3 separate regions of the Gossypium hirsutum genome follow, and regions 2 and 3 are each linked to region 1. A link is a contact called in public Hi-C data. All regions are on one chromosome and are shown on one strand. The core of a region is the stretch at or near the end of the contact, and the rest is flanking DNA. Distances in the headings are between cores, read along the strand shown. Region 1 holds the start of LOC107952566 (protein SOB FIVE-LIKE 5). Region 2 has its middle 23 kb from the start of LOC121210892. Region 3 has its middle 11 kb from the start of LOC121210892.

Region 1 (4,019 bases), core at 243-2,742:
AGTGGATAAACCTGAAAAACATAGATTCTATGCTAATAGAACCAGATTCTACATTGTCTACGCAGTGTCAGCAAAATAAACTGAAGAAAACCTGCAATTTCATATATATCCAATGGCATCGAAATTTTAATTTATTTTTAATGTTCTCAGGTTGTTTCCCACTGCATTGACAGAAAGAAATTAAAAAAAAAAAAAGAGTAGACTCGGAGAATAAAAAAAACAAGAGTAAAAAGGAAGGAACAAAATCCCTTTGAGATCTAAGGCCTTTTTGTTTTGTTTTTCTTTTTCTACAACATTCCTCCCATTTCTCTCTCCAGAACAGCTGCATTAGTAGAGACAAAAGCTGTTACAATTTACCCTTTTGTCATTCCTTGCTTCTTCCCTGGAAACCACCACCAAATTCTTTTATCAAATTACAGCTTATCTAACCATCAAATTTCTCTTTTTTATTTTTAAGAATGTCGAGGAGAAAGTTAAAATCGATGACTAACCTGCAGGTTTTTTGAACCTGCTTTTCCAGATTTCAGGAAACCAAGTTTTTTCTGGAATGATGATGATTTGCCCTGAAAGTATCTCACAGGTGGCATAGTTAAGTTTATATATAATAATAATGGAAGACTTAACTGCTTTAAAGAAGGATATAGTATATATTTAGTACCTTAAAATGTGTACCCGAAAAGCCTTGTGAAAAGTCCAACAACTCCATTGAAGTATCTTTGTTGATGTTCTTCTGTAAAAACACCAGAAAACATCCATTGTTACTCTTGTTTTTGTTACAAACCAACCGAATAAGAACAATGAGAATATAGTGGAACTTACCTCGGAAAAGCTTATTACAGGGGAGCTGGCAGTGTCATCAAGAAAAGAATGTTGTTGATTATTGCTACAATGTTCCTTCATCTGCTTTTTGTTTTTGCTGGTTTTGTTAGCTGGTTCAGGATTTACAGGATGAGAACAAAAGCTTCTATTTTCATCGAGGCATTCCACATAATCTTGGCAGTAATAATGTCTTGGACCGGAAGATGCATCAGACACCATGGATAAACCCTCCTCTTCATCTTCAACCCCGAATCTAGCTCCTTTCACCCCATAAACCTCATCAAAGTTGCCGCCAAAATTTTGACACCGGGTTTGAGAGTAAGAGGATTGATCTAAGTAGAAAGTCCAACCAGATTCACAACCACTACCACATTGTGAAGCTGATAAATTCATTCTAAACTTTTTTTTTTGTTTTCCCTCTTGGGTTTTAGAGTTTTGACATATAAGCAAATTCTTGAAGCTGTTACGTATATAAATAGAATACAGAGGGTATAGCAGGATAAGACCAAAAGAAGCACACTCAAATCCTAGACTACTTTTCTCATTTCTTCAAGCCTTTCGCCATTTGTTTTTTACTTATGTGAATCAATCAAATTCGCCAGTGGCTCTGAGTGAGAGAGAGAGAGAGAGAGAGAGAGAGAGAGAGAGAGAGAGAATTGGTGAACAGTGCTGATAGGGAACCGATTATCAATTCATGTATACAAATGTAATAATACAGCAGCCAGTACAACAATGGTGCTGTCCTTTCAATAAAAAGTGAATGTATTTTACTGCTCATTTAATGCCCTCTATATCTTTGTTTCTTCCGGCATATCTTTCAAATGTTTTTATTTGGAACTTGGAAGTGATAGATGAGATTGTATTATTTGAAATTAAGATATCTTATGTAGACAGTAATGATTAATTTTTTAATTGAGGGTATCTTTTAAAATTTTAAATAATTAATTGTAATTTGACTTTATAATTAAAGGATAAAATGAATTATTATCATACCATATATTTTATAATTAATTAAGATGAAACAATTTGCAAATTATGAGACTACAAGATTCTAATGAAATTAAATAATGCAAGATGTCCTTTTCATTCAAAATTTAGCTAAAGACGATTCTTCAAATCCATGTTTAAACCAAATGTGAAACGGACATGCATGTTCCTTTGCTGAGTTGTCGTAGACTCATTATGGGGTATTAACTGAGACATTATTGTAAACTTATAATTTCCCTGTTTTCTTTTTGGGTCATTACAACAGATTATCCATCTATTTATTTTTTCCTGTGCCGCCGTTGGAATGCATTAAATGGTAGTGGGGTCTTGAGTGAGTGACCCCATGAATGTTGGATCGTTGCATAATATACGGCATCTAAAATATAAGTATTCCTCTTATCTCACGTTATTTTGTCAAAATTCTAGAATTTTGTTTATAGCCATAACAATTCATAGATTTGTAAAAGTTAATTAAAAGGATGAACTCGTGCATACAAAAATTAAGCCCAAAAATTTAATATAGCGTAAATTGATGGATTTCTTCCCTTACATATGTAATATTATATAGGTTACTCTGTAATATGATTTGGTTGTTAGATTTAAAATGTGAGATATCATATTTATTGCAAAAACAATTATGTTGAGGATAAATCCGAATTGAACAAATAAGAACAAATAGAGAAAATTGGACACAAATATTTTTATGAAAAAATTCTTTTAAAAAGGATAAAAAAACACAGGCAAAAAAAGTTTCACTAAAACGACAAATAACCAAAGAAGAATACAAAATGGAAAAAAAAAACAAGCCCCTAAATCCCAAAAAATACAAAGCTCTCTGGCTAAAACACAAAATTCCCCTCCACTCTCTTTTGTTGCGTTATCGAATCAATCTCTCTAGGATTCCTAAAAGCCCTATTCATAGGCTAAAATTCATAGGCTCATATGATTAAAATATCCCTAGAGTTATTAGAGTTTGTCTAGGAAAAGATAGTAGAGTTTAACTAGAAGAAGAAATCTAGTTTAGTAAGGAACATGTCGCCACGTCGTGACGTCATTTATCGACTCATCGGGATGTCACATGTCGTGTCGTCGGGATCTTCTCATAGAGACGTCGTGTGTCGCGTCATCAGGACGCCGACTCTTCCTTGTCACAACGTCGACTCTTTTTTTTCCAAAATGTGAGGCACACTCCACAAATTTTCATCCTGATTCATATTTTCAAAACGCCTTCTTTGCCGAGTCCTATCTGGGCCTAACTCGATATTTGCAGGATCCTAACCAAGTCCAAACAATGTTTGAACTTGAAACTGGAAGGCTTTTGGCCATCATATCAGTTGGATTATTTTCTCTGCCAATTTTGTGAATCTGAACATCGTCTTGAGCAACCACCTCTTGAACAATGTGATACCGAAAGTCTATGTGTTTTGTTCTTATGGATGCATCTGATCCTTAGTGAGATATATGACACTTTGACTATCGCAATGTACAATAGTCATATCATGTTTATTAACTAGCTCCCCAAATAGACCTCTTAACCAAATGGTTTCTTTCACAGCTTCTATGATTGTCATATATTTAGCTTCGGTAGTCAATAAAGCCACAATGGCTTGAAGCATGACTTTCCAACTAATGACGCATTTGCCAAAAACAAACAGATAACTCGTGAGGGAGCTTCTTTTATCTAGATCATTTGTATAATGTGAGTCTACAAAGCCCACTAGAACCATTGAACTTCTTCTGAACCCTAAATGAGTATTTGATGTCTCTCTCAAATATTTGAGGATCCACTTAACTGATTGCCAGTGTAATTTACCAGGTCTAACCATGTATCTACTTACAAAACTAACATGTGAAATATCAAGACGAGTGCAAACTATTGTATACATTAAGCTTCCAACTGCACTAGAGTAAGGAACTGAGGATATATACTTTTTTTTTGTTTTTGGTTCGTGGTGATTCTGAAGCTAAAAGTCTGAAATGTATACTAATTGGTTTTAGATTTTTCATTTCGAACTGTTCGAGGATCCTTTTGATGTACATTTTCTATGACAAGAATATCCTCCCAAAGTGTCTGTCTTTGGAAATTTCCATTCCTAGAATTTTTTTAGCTACACTAAGATCCTTCATCTCGAACTTAGAATTAAGCATGATTTTTAATTGATTAATTTCAGATGAATCCTTAACCATAATTAACATATCATTGACATAGAGCA
Region 2 (3,918 bases), core at 123-2,622, 200 kb after region 1:
ATCTAATTCCTAATACAGGGATCTCTATGATACTTCTACATCCTAAACTTGATTTATACAGATACAAACAAAATCTAGAATTCAAAAATTTATATTCGTAACTAGAGGTGGATGGGGGCAAAATTTTTGAAAATTCATTTTAAACCCTTAAATTTTTTAGTTGACCCCCCAAAAAAATTGGAATTTCTCATTAAATTTTTCAAAATTTTAGTTAGATCTCTTTAAAAATTTTGTCAATTCTCATCAAGCTTTTTAAAATTTTTGAAAGTTTCCTATCAAAATTTTTTAAACATTCTCAATAAATCTATTTTTCTTTAAAAAGTTTATTTAGGCCTTTCAAATCTTATCACTAAGATCTATGCTTTTCCTTTAGAACAAAGGAAATATATGCTTAAACATACTCGAACCTAACTCGAACTTACGTTTTTCTCATTGTTATAATAACAATGGTGTCAACTGAATTAAGATTCAATTGATTTTCTATCCCTAATTTTTTATTTCCTTTTTTGCTATTGTCAGCATCTGGTTATTGAAGGGTGTATATCCATATCCCTTACATTATGGGCTTTGCAGGCAACAAAGAGCGGTCCCCAAATTACCAGCTGCTAGCTGCTTAATGATTTCGGCAACACCACCATACTCCCTCGACCAACATTCTGGCTGATCCCTTTGAAGAACAAGCCCCCCTAAATGACTTTTCTACTTTTTTTTTCTCTCTCTTTCAATTTGCTAAACCCAACAAACTCAAGTCCCCATCAAACAATAACCAAAGTCAAATCTCCTTCATTGCCTTTTGTCCTCCAAAGAAAATAATATTGATTTATTTTGTTTTACTTGGAAAGCACATGAATTGCACAAATGATTGTGGAATGGACAAGCCTACATAGACTTTCTTTCTTTTTCTTTTTTCTAGATATAGTAAAATATTTTATATATATTCGATCAAATGTCAAAATCTTGATAGCATATAGATCATTGCCTTTCTGGATAGCATATAAATCTTCCAAGCTAATTTCTGTATTGATCTGTTGAAACCTTGACTTGCATGCCTAGTTGAGAAAAGTACTTGTAGCATGATCTTTGATTCGTGCTTGGTACTGCAAGACAAAAGACAAAAAACAGAAAGAAGCAAAATTAATTAATGTCCTTTTTTTGGAGGGCGGTTTTTGTTGACAATTTGAGATGTGGATGAGAGGTTGAAGGATGGGCATTTACAAATTAATCAAAAGAGATGTGTCAATTCGTAGTATTTAAATTGTCACTGAAAATAAAATAAATAAATAAAAATGGCAACGATATTCACCATCCAATAATGCAAGCTATGAAACAAAAAGGAAAAGAAACCATTGAGTGGACCTAAGAGAGAAAATCACCAAACTTTGATATCATTCTCACACTGAACACCGTCCATACGAAAAGAAAGATTTGAGAAACTCAAGCTCTCCATAGCCTGGTCGGTATCATTCAGACATGATTTATCTATATATACACATATATTATTAAAGATCAATATGAAATTATTGACTCTCTCTTGTCCTTTGGACATTTAATTTGTATTTACTTAAGGATCAATGCTCCAAAGTCGGTATTCCAACACCAAAACCAAAACCGAAAGAAAATATGAAAATATAATAATTTATTATTTAACAAAATCATGCGACTAAATAATGTTGATGCACTTTTTCAAGGAGTGCCTAGGCCAGTGCTGACGGGTAGTAGCAATGGCTACATAGAAAAATTGTCATGTTTGGATTGGCAAATTTTGGCAATAAATATGTTTAAGTTATGATTTCTTTAATTGATTGAGATACTTGTCAGCTCATCCTTGATATTCAAACTACACTTAAAAAGAGATCTTAGAGATTTGTTTGAATTTGATTGAAGCAATCATCATCCCTTTTACTTATGGATCAGATCAACTCATGACCACAAAAGGAAATATATCGAATTGATTGAAATCTTATTTTACGGTATATATATTATATGTGATATTTATCTTACTTAATTTGAGGGATAATTGATTGTAACATTTTAGTATGTTTTCAAGTCTCATCCACTTACATATAGTAAGAACTTGTCTAGGTATGTACTTATTGGGAGAAATTTATTTTGTTCAGTGAGTAACGTATTTTTGAGTGCATTATTCTATAATAATCAAGTGTGTGACTTGGTTAGAGTCCTAAATTTTCAAGGGAAAAACTTAGAGGGGAGATGTTTAGATATTATGTGCAAAAGTGAGAAGTATAAACTAGTGAGTGTTAGAGCTTGGAAACACTTGTTGTACAAAGTACTAAGATAGTTAATATTCTCTCTAGCTAAAGCCCCACAGATGTAGAGTAATCAAACTGTGTAAACATCTCTTGAGTTGTTATTTTTTTCTACACTTTTCATTTCTTGTGCCTGAAGCAGTTGCCACTGGTATTAGTACTGCTCCTGGCACTGCTCAATTCTGCCTTCAAATATCAATTTAGACTAAACAATTGGTATCAGAGCGTACCATTAAACACACCTAGTGGACTTGTAACACCCCTAATTCGTAACTGTTGTTAGAACAGGATTATAGAGCATTATCGGAGTTTACAGAAAATTCATATCATTTATTATTCATATCTAAAAATAATCATACTGTCCTTTGAATGGGCCCTCTAGGCCCAATTTAAACATTAGAATCAAATTGGGACTAAATCGGAATCTCAAAGAATTTTTCACGAAATTTAAATTTTTTTCTTAAATACAAGGGTCACACGCCCGTGTGAGTATGCCGTGTGGGCATTCGATGTAAGCCACACGACCATGTCCTAACCCGTGTCCTTACCCGTGTAACTCCTTGACTTATAACACATGACCTGCCACACGTCCCCGTGTGCTAGGCCATATGGTCAATTCAATTTGCACAAATTAGGTGCAGGTTTCACACGGCTAAGACACACGCCCGTGTCTCCGCCCATGTGTCAAATTCTGAGCATTCTGTTTCTCAATTTTTTGGATGCAGGGGACACACGACCAAACCACATTCCCATGTGCCAGGCTATGTGTCATACACAGTTAAGACACATATCCGTGTGTCTACCCATATGGACAAAATAAGGCCATTTCCTAGCCCTATTTCTCACCCAAATTTAACCTTCAACCTACTACAACTTTTGCATATATTTTCCAACCAATTCAAGTAATATAAATCAAGCAAACATCATTAATATATATAAAATAGTATCACATCTTCATATGATCAACCTTACCTTCTTGTGATGATTTATATTTTACTTTAATTCAATTTAACCAAACCTTATATATGTATGTATTAAACATGACATAACCAAACCTTAGTGAAAGTTCTTTAGCATTGTCACAGGATTGAGGAGGCTACTTGAGAACCTGAGGAAACCATGAGAAAACAATAGTCTAACCTATTTTCTGGTATGATTTTTGAGGACTTCTTATGTGGCATTCACCGAAATACAATTTATTGAAATGTTTGCATCTTGGTTTAGGACTTTCAACACTATCAACACTTGTAACGGATGGAGAAGAAGATCTCGAATTAGAGCGTTAGGAGCCTCACTCTTTCCTAAAATATCTCGTAAAAGTGGTAGAAAGATCATGCTACTTCTTTAACTTCTTTGAAACAGATGATTATGATTTTCCCATAAATCTTTTACCGAAAATTCGGGCTTCTCTTTACTTGTTTCTTTTCTTTTCTTAATTCCCCGGCTTTGTGTGCTTGATTAGCCAGTACCACAAGTTCCCTTAATTCAAGAATTCCAATCAATAGTTTGATATCTTCATTTAAACCTTCTTTAAAATGTTTACACATATCAGCCTTGGTCGGAATCCATTCTCTGGCATACTTACTTAGCCGAACAAATTCCCACTCATACTCAAATACAGTCATGTTTCCCTGTTTAAGCTCTAAAAATT
Region 3 (4,508 bases), core at 1,505-4,004, 240 kb after region 1:
AAGAATTTAGCTTATGTATATTAATTTTCAAGGTTATACAATCAGCCGCTATATTTTAAAGAATGTTAACAATGTAGTCATCTTGGTTTAGCTTATTATTGCTCATGCAAAGGAGAAATGATGTTAGAAAGGTTAGTGAGAATTATATCAAAACTATGCAGTCTTACTGGTATGAACATATCCAAATCTAAGATCAATCACACAATTTTATTACAAGGACACAAACTGCAGTCAAGCAATTACAGAAGTTCCACAAAAACCATACAAATCGAAAGAACAAGAAGCAAGACGAAAATTGAGAGGCTCAGAACCAAGCTAAGAACTCATTTTCCTTGGATCGACCAAGTTTTGCAAGGTTATCAACAAAGAAATTGCATATATGGATGAAATCAACTCTTGTGATCGTGTTGCAGAAAGAATCCATATCATGAAAGACATTCCATTGAAGGATTAATGACCCAAGATTTAGCATTTGAAGAATCTAATTCAACAAAAAGTTAAGACACTACCCAACCAAGGAGAAGAAGAAAAAAGTTGCAGTGCTACAGAGATCGATCGCCTATTGTTTAGACTCCACTGGAGAAGAAGTCAAAATAGAACCATGGAAAAGACCACCAACCAGTCCATAGTCTCTAAGAACTCCGCCTACACCAGCCTTTTTCGCACCAAATTTCCAAGCTCCGTCAAGACTCAATTTCATGGATGAAGGAGGAACCTGCCAAACAAACGACATCGAGACAAAATAAAAAAGATGGGTCAAACCACCACTTATTCTCCTGGAAGAGCTTTCACCCAATGCATTGCACTCGATCTAAAAATAAATGAAATCTCTATTCATGGTAGTCTCATTACGATCGAGCTAACCATAAAGATCACAAAGTGGCTGCCCCACCAGTCTCCAACATTTCAGACCAACCTTCGACATACGTCAGCTATCCCATGTAAGCAAGAAATCCTCAATAGAAAGGCGTGACAAAACAAAACCCCTCACCATCTCAGAATCACTCCCCAAGTTTCCCATGCTAGTTAACAATTAATAAGCATGTTAGATGCCTCCTCCTACTCCAACCCGCTCCAGCGGCAAAGGAGTAAATCCGCTTCGCTGATAAGACTCCTTTTCCAAGGAAACATTCTGTTGTGATGCTATCATGAATCACCAACCAAAGGAAAAGCCTTGGAACTTTTGGTGGTACGTTCAAGCGCCAAACAATCTTAAGAACTCGGGAATCGGAGATCATTAGATTATCCTAGTAAAGCATCCAAGACACCTTTTTAACTGAAAATTTTCCTTTAGTATCCATAGTCCATATCAACTTGTCCTCAATACCAATTTTCAACCTGATACTAGCCACTTTCCCCACAAGCTTATGTTCCCAAATATATAGAGCCCTTCGAAAGTGAAGAGATAAATGACCCTCAACAGAAAGAATATCAGCCACCGATGAGTCTTGCTGAGATGGTAAAGAGAACAAACTTGGAAACAAAGATGGCAAGTAAAATACACCCGCCCATTGATTAAGCCAAAAATGCGCGCATTCGTCATTACCACTAACCTATTTACAAGCATTTAATAAGCATGGAAAGGTTAGAAAGTTAGAAAGATAAAAAGAGTGACTATAAAAATAGTGACTTTTATTTACCTCACATTATATTTTAGTCATTTACGTTTAAAATATTATGTTTTAATTACTTATGTTATTGTTTTATTATAAAATGACCACTCTATATTAAATTCCGTTACCTCCCTACCAATAGTTCTACATAGTAATCTAAATGGATTTTAAATGACAACTTATATATCCAATTGCTGGGATAAAAATAGATTTTTAATTAAATAAATTTAATTTAAACTACCACGTAGGACATCTAAGTTGGCATTTAAAACCCATTTGGATTGCCACGTAGGACTGCCGTTAGGGAGGTAACGAAACTTAACAGCAAAGTGATCATTTTGTAACAAAACAATAATGTAAGTGACTAAAACATAACATTTTAAACATAAATGACTAAAATGTAATCTGTGTCAAACAAAAATGACTATTTTTATAATTTACCTAAAATAAAAATATAATTTTTTTATAGATGTGTAGAAAGAAAATGGTCATACATTGTTTTGAAAATTTGAAAATTTGAAAATTGAAAGAAAATAAAATAAATTAATTGAAAAAAGGTATAATTTTGATCTAACATGCATGTTTCTCATTTTCTCTCTTGTGAGTCTATTTGACTTTGGAATCATTGAATGAGAGCTATGAAATAATTTCGAGCCAAAATTGATTTTTATTTTAAAATTAAGTAAAATTAACTTTAAAATTAAAATAAAACTTGGATTTAATAAAATTGATTTTACAAGATTTGGATTTGAATTGAAAACTAACAATTAAATGGAGATTGAGTTTAAATTTTATGTTGAAATAATTTATAAGTTTAATTAAAATTTAGGAAATTTGGCATGATGAGGGTGGAAATTGGGATATCCAGTCCAGGTATGGTTTTTGGAGAAAATTTGTTTTTAAATAAAATCATTTTTATTCTAATTGTTTTATTTTTAAATGATTTTGAGAAATAAAACTACTTTGGATTTGGTTTTTAAATATATATTTTTTAAAACCCATTTTATTTTAAATTAGGTAAAGCCCAAATCTATTTACTTAAGGTTTAAATTAAGTCAAGTCCAAGTTCAAATCGGGTCAAACTCAGAAGTACAAGTCCAATCAGCCTAGGAGGCCAAACGGCCCACGTCTTTATGAAATTTCAGGTTAAGGTTTTGAAACCCTAAGGAAGCCGCCGCGCACATGTGGTAAGGGAAGAGTCAAAGTGCATTAAGTGGTATTTACTATCACGTTTGTCATTCATTTATATTTTTTTTTCTTTTTCATTTTCATTTTCATTTTTTAAATATCAATTAAAAATATTTTTAAAATACAAAAAAATTGAAAAACACAAAAACAAAATGGAAATATTGAAAATCCAATAAAATTAGAAAAATTGAAAGAAATAAAAAAATCAAAAAGTGAATATTTGAACAAATTTTCGTGTAGAATCGAATAGATAGAATTGAATGAAAATGATGAAATAAGATAAATGGGTGGCATTGATAAATGAATGCGTTTTCTTGATAAATACAAAAAGGACGTGAGAATTACTTTAAAGTTTTTTCAAGTAACTATTTAATTAATTAAATAATTGAAATTTGAAAATGTAATTAAATTAAGAGTAAATTATAAAAATAGTCACTTTATTTTGCCCCAAATTACATTTTATTTTTGAAATATTACGTTTTAGTCACTTACGCTATCATTTTGTTACCAAGATAGGTTTAGAAGTTTAAGTTGAAAGAAATTGACAGAAGATAGTGAGGAAATTAAGGTTGTTCGAGCTAACAGTGGGAACTCCAAGAGCCTACCGGATTGTTTGTTATTGGAAATTTATGCACATTTTGCCAATAGGACGAGTCCTAGTGTCATGGGTTGCGCATGGGAACCTGCAACCATGACGAACTTGTACGATCCATTGCATTCGAGGGAGGTCATTTGGCCTAATCAGACCAGTCCATTACTTTGAGAGATTGAAAGCCCATCTCCGGAGCTTGGCAAATACGGAACGTGATCTTCAAAGATATGCTTGGCAAATATGGAAGAGGATCTTCAAAGATATATGATCCTAGACATTAAGTGTAATCTTTAGAAGATACGATCCTGTAATCTTAAAGATTTGATATCTAGATAACTTTAAATCTTAGCCATTAATGTATTTCAATCTGTACCGTTGATATTGGGAAGGTTTAGCTATAAATAGAGGCATCTCCCCCTCATTGTAATTCATTTAGTAATTAATAGAATTTTGAGAACATTCACTCAATTTTTTCTCTCAAGTGTTCTTGTTTTTCTGTGGCTTTTGTTCATCTTTCAAGTTCGTTCTTACTTCGTTCTTCTGCTATGCGGGCTTTAGAGGAGTTCTGTTGAATCCTCAATTGTTGCGAGTTAGGCTGACTTAGGCATTTTTTAGCGAAGAAACTGCCTAAGACCTCACGGATTACTTGTGAAAACTCTAAGTCCATGCAATTGGTATCAGAGCTAGCGTTGGAAGGCACCGTTGAAAGATGTTGAAAGAAGTTGCTAAGAATGTTGATGGAATGGAGACTCGTGGAGGGCTAAGAAAGCTATCCGTTCGAGGGACATGCTGTCAGCTTTAGAGGATCAAGTCGTCACTCTCGAGGAATCTATGGGGGATTCTAAGGAGAGGATTGATGATGTCAATAATAGGCTTAATGATGGGTTGCAATCTATGCAAGAGCAGCTCAAAGAGTATGTGTTGGATAATGTTTAGAAGTTGACTGTAGGGATGATGCCATCAAGGCTATGATGACTAGTAGGACTGATGCCATTGAGGCTATAATGATGACCTTGAAAGAGGAGATTGCGGAGCTCAAGGGTAAACTCACAATCTACAAGGCTACTTTGGGCAATGAAGGGTTAGTTGCTATAGCACCCAAGCCCAGTGTGGAT

Evidence for each region. A called contact is a pair of places that touch in the nucleus more often than the background predicts.
Region 2: a contact with region 1 is called in a Hi-C map of leaf, with 2.6 times the contacts expected there. The contact joins the enhancer-like site here to the promoter of LOC107952566 in region 1. A contact is called at or near these places in 6 of 34 Hi-C or Micro-C datasets (callus, hypocotyl, leaf and 1 more).
Region 3: a contact with region 1 is called in a Hi-C map of leaf, with 6 times the contacts expected there. The contact joins the enhancer-like site here to the promoter of LOC107952566 in region 1. A contact is called at or near these places in 21 of 34 Hi-C or Micro-C datasets (anther, callus, cotyledon and 5 more).

Annotation. Positions count from the first base shown.
Region 1 is chrA02:20,524,374-20,528,392 of Gossypium_hirsutum_v2.1, forward strand. It overlaps LOC107952566 (protein SOB FIVE-LIKE 5), which reads right to left and starts at 1,493. Exons shown (of 4, transcript XM_016887785.2): 1 at 820-1,493; 2 at 659-730; 3 at 492-563; 4 at 1-382. The coding sequence starts at 1,212. The coding sequence ends at 365.
Region 2 is chrA02:20,728,594-20,732,511 of Gossypium_hirsutum_v2.1, forward strand. No RefSeq gene overlaps it. Among protein-coding and RNA genes, the nearest start is that of LOC121210892, 23 kb to the right of the region's middle. Within about 2 kb of position 1,373, at least 2 of the 9 cell types and tissues checked have an H3K27ac peak or open chromatin away from gene starts, as enhancers often do. A contact at or near this core is called in leaf, where this site is marked.
Region 3 is chrA02:20,762,172-20,766,679 of Gossypium_hirsutum_v2.1, forward strand. No RefSeq gene overlaps it. Among protein-coding and RNA genes, the nearest start is that of LOC121210892, 11 kb to the left of the region's middle. Within about 2 kb of position 2,755, at least 2 of the 9 cell types and tissues checked have an H3K27ac peak or open chromatin away from gene starts, as enhancers often do. A contact at or near this core is called in leaf, where this site is marked.